Linked DNA regions of Ovis aries: region 2 is linked to region 1. Evidence: chromatin contacts called from public Hi-C data. All regions are on one chromosome and are shown on one strand. Each heading gives the region's core, a stretch centred on a gene start, on an enhancer-like site or on the middle of the called end of the contact. The rest is flanking DNA. Distances are from core to core; before and after follow the strand shown.

Region 1 (3,854 bases), core at 837-3,336:
AAGAAGGAGATGCAGGTTTGATCCCTGGGTCGGGAAGATCCCCTGGAGGAGAGCATGGCAGCCCACTCCAGTATTCTTGCCTGGAGAATCCCGTGGACAGAGGAGCCTGGCGGGCTGCCGTCCATGAGTCGCGGAGTCGGACACGACTGAGCGGCAGCGGCAGCGGCAGCGCGCACGTGTCAGTCCCGGCGGCCTTTGTTTTGGACACCGTGCTGACATGTTTTCACTTGTTTCTGCTCTCCTGGTCCAGGGACACGGCTCCGTTTCGACGTCGGCTCCCCTCACAGCCTCGGCGGCTGTTATGGAGCTGGCCCTGTCTTTCCATCAGCACCGCCCCCACCCCGTGGGCTCCGGGTGCTCTGAGGCCACAGCCTCTTCTGAGGCCGCCCTGTGACCTGCGGCCCCAAGAGACTTCCCGTTTCTGCTTTCAGGGCTGCTTTGGTTCCCTTAATTTTTTTTTTTCTTTTAAATAGACTATTTTTTAGAGCAGTTTTAGGTTCACAGCAAAACTGAACTGGAAGCAGAGTTTTTGCAGGTACCCACCACACACACACAGACTTCCCCACCATCCACATGGCACCACGGCCCGATGTGTCAGTCGATGAACCAACGCTACCATGGCATACACACCCCATGTCCGTGGTTTACATCAGGGGTCACGCTCTGTGTTGCACTTTGAGTTTGCACAAACATATGATAACGTGTATCCACCACTGAAGTATTTCCGCTGCCCTAAAAATCCTATTTTTAGGGTGAATATGCTCTGCCTGTTCCATTCATGTTATTTTGTATTAAATACCTTTTTGGGTGCTGTTTATCTATGTAAAATTTCCCTTATTTATGGCTGCACTGGGTCTTCGTTGCTGTGTGGGGGCTACTCTAGCTGCAGTGGTCGGCCTCTCACTGCAGCGGCTTCTCTTGTGGAGAAAGAGCTTTAGGTGCTATAAAGGCTTCAGTAGTTTCAGCGCATGGGCTCAGTAGTTGGCTCACGGGCTGGGCTGCCCCTCAGCATGTGGAATCTTCCCGGAACAGGGATTGAACCCGAGTCCCAAGCACTGGCAGGCAGGGAAGTCCTCCATTCATTTTAGAGCAGCTAGTTTTCCCATGTGTCTCTGTATTTGGTGTGAGCAAGGGTATGGGGGCTGGGGAGCTTTTGGGGTGTGCTCATCATGACTCAATGGACACAGGTTTGAGCAAACTCCAGGAGCTGTTGAAGGACAGAAAAGCCTGGTGTGCTGCAGTCCATGGGGTCACAAAGAGCTGGACACAACTGAGCAACATCATGACCAGGGGCTCCTAAGGCCCCAGGGTGCTGGAGAGTCACCTGCCCAGGCTGCAGGGAGCAAAGGCTGGAGGGAGCACTGGAGGATGCCCATCGGGTGGCTGCTTCCCCAGCCTGCAGATCCAGCCCTGGGGACCCAGAAGGTTGTCTAGACTGCCTTCAGACAGGCCCAGCCAGTGTCCAGGGTGTGTCTGTGTAGGGAGGGAGTGGACAGGCTTTGCACCCATCCAGACCCCATTTACCTGGTGACCCCCTACCCAGCTGCTCCCACCCCATCCTGTGTGGTGTTGCAGGTCTCTGTGGATGGTCCTGAAGCTGAGACACAGGCTGAGGAAACCCCCGGAAGCCTTCACCAGGTATGTCGTCCACGGTTCCTCTAGAAGACTTCTTCCGGCAAGCCAGGGTCCCCGGCGGGTCTGCCCAGTCAAGGAAGTGCTGTCACTGCCCTGCTCCATGCGTGCAGGCTCTGCTGGGTGGGGGTGGGGGGCTGATGTGTGCTAGGTACTGGGGCATTGCTGCGGCCCCCCGGGGGATGGGAGCTCTTTTACAGATGGGGAAACTGAGGCTAGCTGGGGGACCCTAGGCAGGAAGTGGCAGAGCTGGGGACTCCAGGGCTGAGCCTTCACGGCTGGGCCCGGGTCTGGGAGGATGATCCAAGGTGGAGTCAGTGTCCTGAGGACAAAGGTCAGTCACTGTCTCATCCTGGGAAAGAATGCAGGGTAAAGCAGGTGCCCAGCACAGGCCCGGAAGCTGCTCACCCCTCCTCTTTCCCCCTCCCCTCGCGCGTGGACCTGAGACTCTGGTTCCCACTGTGGGCTCCCTCTGGTGGATGTGATGGTCGCAGCCTGCCGGTCCTCCGCCCTCCCCAGCACTCCTTGCCCTTTGTTCCCACAGCCGGCTGACCCGGGGCAAGCGGAGGACCGTGGAGACCCAGATCTGCTCGGAGGTACTGACCCTCCTGAGCAACCTGGCGGACCTGGCCAACGCAGTGCACTGGCTGCCCCCGGGTGTCCTGTGGGCCGGCCGCTTCCCCCAGTGGCTGGTGGGCCTCCTGGGCACCCTCTCGTCGCTCCTCAGCGTGTACCAGGCAGTCCAGGCGGGTGGCCAGGCCAATGCCACCCCCTGACGGACAGGGGCGCCAGAACCCCAACAGGGGCCCTTCCTGTGGAGCGTGATTGCCCGGGAGGGGCGGGTCTCTAATCCAGCAGATCACGGCCAGGTGCCGGGAGGAAGGTGTGGCTAGAGGACACACCAGAGCAGTCTGGGGTACCAGCCCCCAGAGGGGTGGGCTTGGGGGGCTGAGGTCCCCCAGGTGCCGCCTCAGTAGGGGTGGAACAGGAAGACCCCGAAGACTCACTTGCAGAGGAACTGGCCCCTGGCAGGCCAGAGTCCTGTGTGCAATAAAGGAGAGCAGGGCAGCCAGGTTGGGCCTGAGGAATGTGAAGTGAGGACCAATTAAATGAGGTGGTGATGGTAGCAGGTCAGATGTGAGCTGATTCCTAAGCCCTGTGTCTCTGTCTGCTTATTCTCACGCCCTCTCTCTCCAGCGGTCGGGGGCACCCCCGGGTCTTATTTAGGGTTCAGCCTGTGGGCTGGAGCTGCAGTGGGAAGCACCACCTCCCATCACCTTTCCCTCCGATGCTGCAAACGCAGCCTGTTGACCCCGAGGCTTAGCCACAGAGAGCGGTCCCTCCTTCCCAACCCGCGGGCTTGGGCACCCTTGGCTGGCTGTGGATGCTGCCTCCTCTGCCAGGTCCTGCCTGGGTCTCAAGCTCCCAGGCATCACGGGGTGCCTGTTGTGGCCGAAGCATCTCATAGCCACGGCGTGGACTCAGGGCTGCCGTGGTCCATTCAGGGCATTTCGAGGGCTCTGAGCATCATCACTGGAGATGCCTGAGGCTCCCAGCTTGTGAAAGCGCAGCGGGCAAGAAGGGATCAGTTTGTTTCCAGTCTGGGGTTTGAGAGGCCATGTGCATGTGTGGCCTCAGGTGATACTGGCAGGTGGTGGGCGGCCTGTGCCTGCCCCTCACTCACTGGCCCCTGGAAGAGCCAATGAAGGGTCCTGTTTACAGGCCCTGAAGCCTGTGGTTTCAACCATGTTTTGTTCTTTTACAAAGAAGGTACGTGGTGGGCAACAGCTGGGGTGTGGGGCTGCTCAGGATCTCACAGGACACAAGGACCCCACCTGGCCTCCAGCTGAGCCCCTGCCCCGTCCATCTGGGGGGCTCCCTCTGGGTTAGGAGGCTGGGCCAGGTCACCCTCCCCCTTCCCTCTGCCTTCCAGGCACCCAGGGGACCTGTGAGATTAGGGTGGGGGTCAGAGTGGCACCTGCCTGTCTGAAGACTCTGAGTTAACACCTGCAAGGCAGCGTGCTTGCCAGGGAACCACGCGAACACCTGCATGTGTGATACGGCAGGTCACAGGTACCCCAGGGGCTGGCATCCCCGAGGGCCTGGGTGGCAGGGCTGGGATACAGCTGCTGGCACTGCCAGTCATGTGGCTGTGTCCCCTGCCTGGTGCCCTTCCCTGGGCTGGCAGCTCAGTTATAGGTTGGGGTGAAGCAAGATGATGA
Region 2 (3,854 bases), core at 543-3,042, 49 kb before region 1:
ACTCCGCACGGCGAGAGATGGGGACGCTGCGTGCGGGCTCCAGCACATCCCATCTCTACTGACTCAGGGGCCCAGACATTTCATCTTCCCATCCCTCGGCAGCCCCCAAAGGCCCTCCAGGTCCTCACTCGGCACTCGAAGCCTCCGCACCAGCAGCAGGATAAGCACGGCCGTGACCAGAACCGCGACTCCAGCCCCGATCATCATGCCCAGCACCTGCGGGACGAACGGCACGGGCTGCGCATCGCATACCGGCCCCGCCAAGCCTTCCCCGGGGGCCGGGACGCCTGGGACTCCATCCAACGGAGCCAGGTCCGCCCCGGAGATCACAGTCGGCTCGGCCCTCGACGTCCCCATCTGCAAAATGGGCCAGCGCGGCTCCCTCCCCGGGGGAGTCAACTCTTTCTGGAGGGTCGGCGGCACGCAGTGCACGCCGGGAAACGTAGTTCAGCCTGAACAGACGCAGCCTAGTTATCGCGGGACCGCGATGATGCGCGCTAAGCACGTCGGGAATCGTAGTCCCCGCGGCGGCTCACACCTTCCAACCCTTACCATTCCGGTTTGCAGCGGAGCGTCCATCCGTTTCTTCAGGCAGGGCTGCACGGCTGGCACTCCTGGGGAATGAGAAGCCGGAACACCCCGGGCAAGTCGTCACTCTGGGTCCGCCCCTCCCCTGCAGCAAGCCCTGCCCTCTTCTTACCCTTACTGCCGGGAGGTTTCTCTGCCGGCTTGGGGACGCCTGGAGGGTGGGGCAAATTGAGTTCGGGGCCCGAGCTAGGGAGTGAGGTAGGTCCCTGGGTCCCCACCAGGGTCTCCTTCCTTACTCATCAGGCCGGCCTGACGCCCCACTCGTCCAGCCCCACCCTGGGGCTAAAGGGCAGCCGGTCGGACACCTACTATCAGCAGCTAGAGAACAGGTTCCCCAAGGGACACGGTTTTCTCCAGCAGGTGGCCCCCTCTGCAGGATTAATCCTGATCTGATCCCTAGGCCGCACCCCTGCACCTTCTGCGAACACTAGATACCGCACCCCAGGGAAACCGGGCCCGAGTTATGGGGCTGGGGAGATGCCTGGCTCCCACCGGAATGCTGCCAGGAGCGCCTTCACAAGGAGTCGTGATGCAATGCCGAGGTGTCAGTAGCATCCTGGGATGCTCGGAGTGGGGTGGGCTCGCAAAGTGTTACTGGTTGATGCTGGAGATTTACTGTCACGTAATAGTAAAATTTAGGGGTTTTCTGATGGTGCGGAGCATCCCTGGGACTCGGGGAACGAGGCTGGGACCATTGCTGGGAGACGTAACCAGGGACCCTGGAGTTACCAGGGGTCAATAGAAAGTTATCGAGAGATTGCGAGGCATATAAGACTATTACTGGGAAAATCGGAACTGGTTGGGCACATCCCTGGAGTCGTTGGAGCTTGATAATGAAGAATGCTGGAATATCAGTGACTTTCCTGGGAAGCTGAGACAGTTTTGGCAACCTCAGAGTATTAATGGAAATCTGGGGGAGTCACTGGGCCCTTGAGACCGTACCTGGAAAATTCACAGGGGATTGGTCTCCTCCCACCCGAGGATGCACCTGGCTACCGGTGCGAAAACACCTGCCGGGAGCTGGGGGACCGGGGTAAGAGTCGGGAAGTCTAGAGCTTCCGGGAATAGACAGAAGACAGATCTTAGGAAAGCCGAGGGCTCGCTAACAACCCGCGAGAGGATGTCCCTGCAGGTGCCAAGGAAACCCGGACTCACCCAGGAGCCGCAGCTGGGGTCCACCCTTCGCCAACTCCGTTAGCGTTCCGCCCAGCGACGCAAACGCGGCCCCTTTAAATTATTCATCGCAGGGCGCGCAGCAGCCCCGCCCCCCGCCATGCTTGGAAGGTCGCGCGGAGTACGGCGACGCTTTAAAGGGACCCACGACCAGTTGGCGCAGGGGATGCCCCTCCCACCACAAATGAGAACCAGTTTATTTTCCCGTTTATTTAACACCCACCCTATCCTTGTCCAACGTCCGACCCGACTGGCCCAGGCCCTCACGGGGCGCGACTGGCAGCCGGCCTTAAAAGCAAAGGGTAAAATAAATAAGCTTGGGTCTCCGCACTCCGGGGGGGGTGGTGGTGAGGGGGCTAATGTCCAGTAGCAGTCCGGGTCCGAGTCAATTCACCAGCAGCGAATCCTCCTCCGAAGCGTCCCTGAAGGAGGGGAAGTGTTAGCGGAGGTGGAAAGCATCGCTTCCCTCCGTTCGCTTCCCTTCCACCAGCCAATCCCAAACCCGAGCCAAACCAGCCTCGAACCTGCCACAGCAGCAAAGGAGGCTGCAGGCGGAGCCGCTCCCGCGGCGGAATTTGCCGGAGGTGGGGCTGTCCTGGCACTGCGCGATGTAGGCCTGGAGCTCGCTCACTTCTGCGCCCGATCCGCCTGGGTGCTGGGGAGAGAGACCCGGGACCCGCATGAAAGACACCCCTGCCCTCCCCCTCCTCTCCAACCATCTGAATCTCCTCCCTGATCCTGGTGGACCAACCAGGCTCTCTCCTCTGGGGCTTTGTACATGCTGTGCCCTCTACCTGCTGGTTCACCTGGAGATATTCCCTGACCACTGAATGTGCCCTCTCCGCCTGTGGGTCCACCACCTAGAGCCATGCTGGACCCAATCTGGGTGCTTGGCAACCACCTACTGACTTGGGTGCACACAGCGGAAGCAAGGTCTGGGTTTGTACCCCCAAAGCTGATACACATGTGTGATCTTTAAGTGCTAGAGGAAGACCTATGAGGGGTCCTTGGGTCTGAGTGACAGAAGTATGTCTGTTGCCTGGCTGTATGTCCAGGCACAGGCCGGTGCAGTCTTCTGCATTCCCAGTTGCAGAGATGTTCTGGCTTTCAGCCTTTTTTTCACCCTTCCCAACCTCATGAGACCACTCTCTTCTCCAAATCCTTTCTGGCAGTTCCTTCTCCCTGGTGCGCTTTCTCCTGGGCTCTTGTCTCATCAATCCAGAATGTTCTGAGATGATGGAAAGGTTTGATATCTATGCCGTCTAAATCTGGTAGCTACTAACGGCACTGGCATTTGGGTGCTTGCTCTATGCCCCGTTGTGAGTGAGGAAGTGAATTTAGAATTGTTTCATTTTCATGAAAATCAAAGTGTAACTAGTCACATGTGTGGCCAGAGACCAGACAGCACATTTTAGAAATGTGCCTGGACTCAGCCCAACACCAGTCTAAAGCAGGGGGCCTCTGTAACCTTCAGCACTTCTTTTTATACCACTTCCCATCGGTAGGTTGCCATACTCCGGTTTGTCCATTATCCATCCCGCCCACCAGCGCTGGACAGACACCTGGCACCAGGCTTGGCGCACAACAGGCCCCCAAACACATCTGCTGAAAGATGCGTCTGCTGACAGCTGTGTGACATCTGTCCACCTGTTACGCCCACGTTCTGCTCTGGGCCCTGCAGCCTGCAGGACCACCATCATTCCTCAGACCCACAGACAGAGGGGCTGGGAGCAGCACTTCTGGAATCACAGTTTCGGGATGAGCCGGGTTCACCAGCTGCCTAGTAGCCAACCTTGGGCGAGTCACTGAAACTCTATGGCTTGGTTTGTGTGTGTTCAGTCACTCAGTTGTGTCTGACTCTTTGCAATCCCAGGGACTATAGCCCACCAGGCTCCTCTATTCAAGGGATCTTCCAGCCAAGAATGTTGGAGTGGGCTGCCGTTTCCTACTCCAAAGGCTTGGGTTCCCTGTTGGTAAAAGATGCAGGAATCCTACCTGGCCCCACACCTTGATAAAACTGAGAATGCAGCAGCTGTGACAAGGATGGTATTAGCCCCTCTTGGGCCCCCCAGTTCTGAGCTAACCTCTCCTTT

What was found. A called contact is a pair of places that touch in the nucleus more often than the background predicts.
Region 2: a contact with region 1 is called in a Hi-C map of mixed tissues, with 2.1 times the contacts expected there. The contact joins the promoter of PNPLA6 here to the enhancer-like site in region 1. A contact is called at or near these places in 4 of 16 Hi-C or Micro-C datasets (liver, mixed tissues, muscle and 1 more).

What each region holds. Positions count from the first base shown.
Region 1 is chr5:14,081,428-14,085,281 of ARS-UI_Ramb_v3.0, reverse strand. It overlaps PEX11G (peroxisomal biogenesis factor 11 gamma), which reads left to right. Exons shown (of 5, transcript XM_027969709.3): 4 at 1,576-1,638; 5 at 2,177-2,758. The coding sequence ends at 2,408. Among named protein-coding and RNA genes, the nearest start is that of PEX11G, 9.2 kb to the left of the region's middle. Within about 2 kb of position 2,086, at least 8 of the 54 cell types and tissues checked have an H3K27ac peak or open chromatin away from gene starts, as enhancers often do. A contact at or near this core is called in liver, where this site is marked.
Region 2 is chr5:14,130,470-14,134,323 of ARS-UI_Ramb_v3.0, reverse strand. It overlaps PNPLA6 (patatin like phospholipase domain containing 6), which reads right to left and starts at 1,792. Exons shown (of 32, transcript XM_060415509.1): 1 at 1,744-1,792; 2 at 129-614. The coding sequence starts at 357. It overlaps MCOLN1 (mucolipin TRP cation channel 1), which reads right to left. Exons shown (of 13, transcript XM_042249993.2): 12 at 2,286-2,416; 13 at 1,957-2,183. The coding sequence ends at 2,147.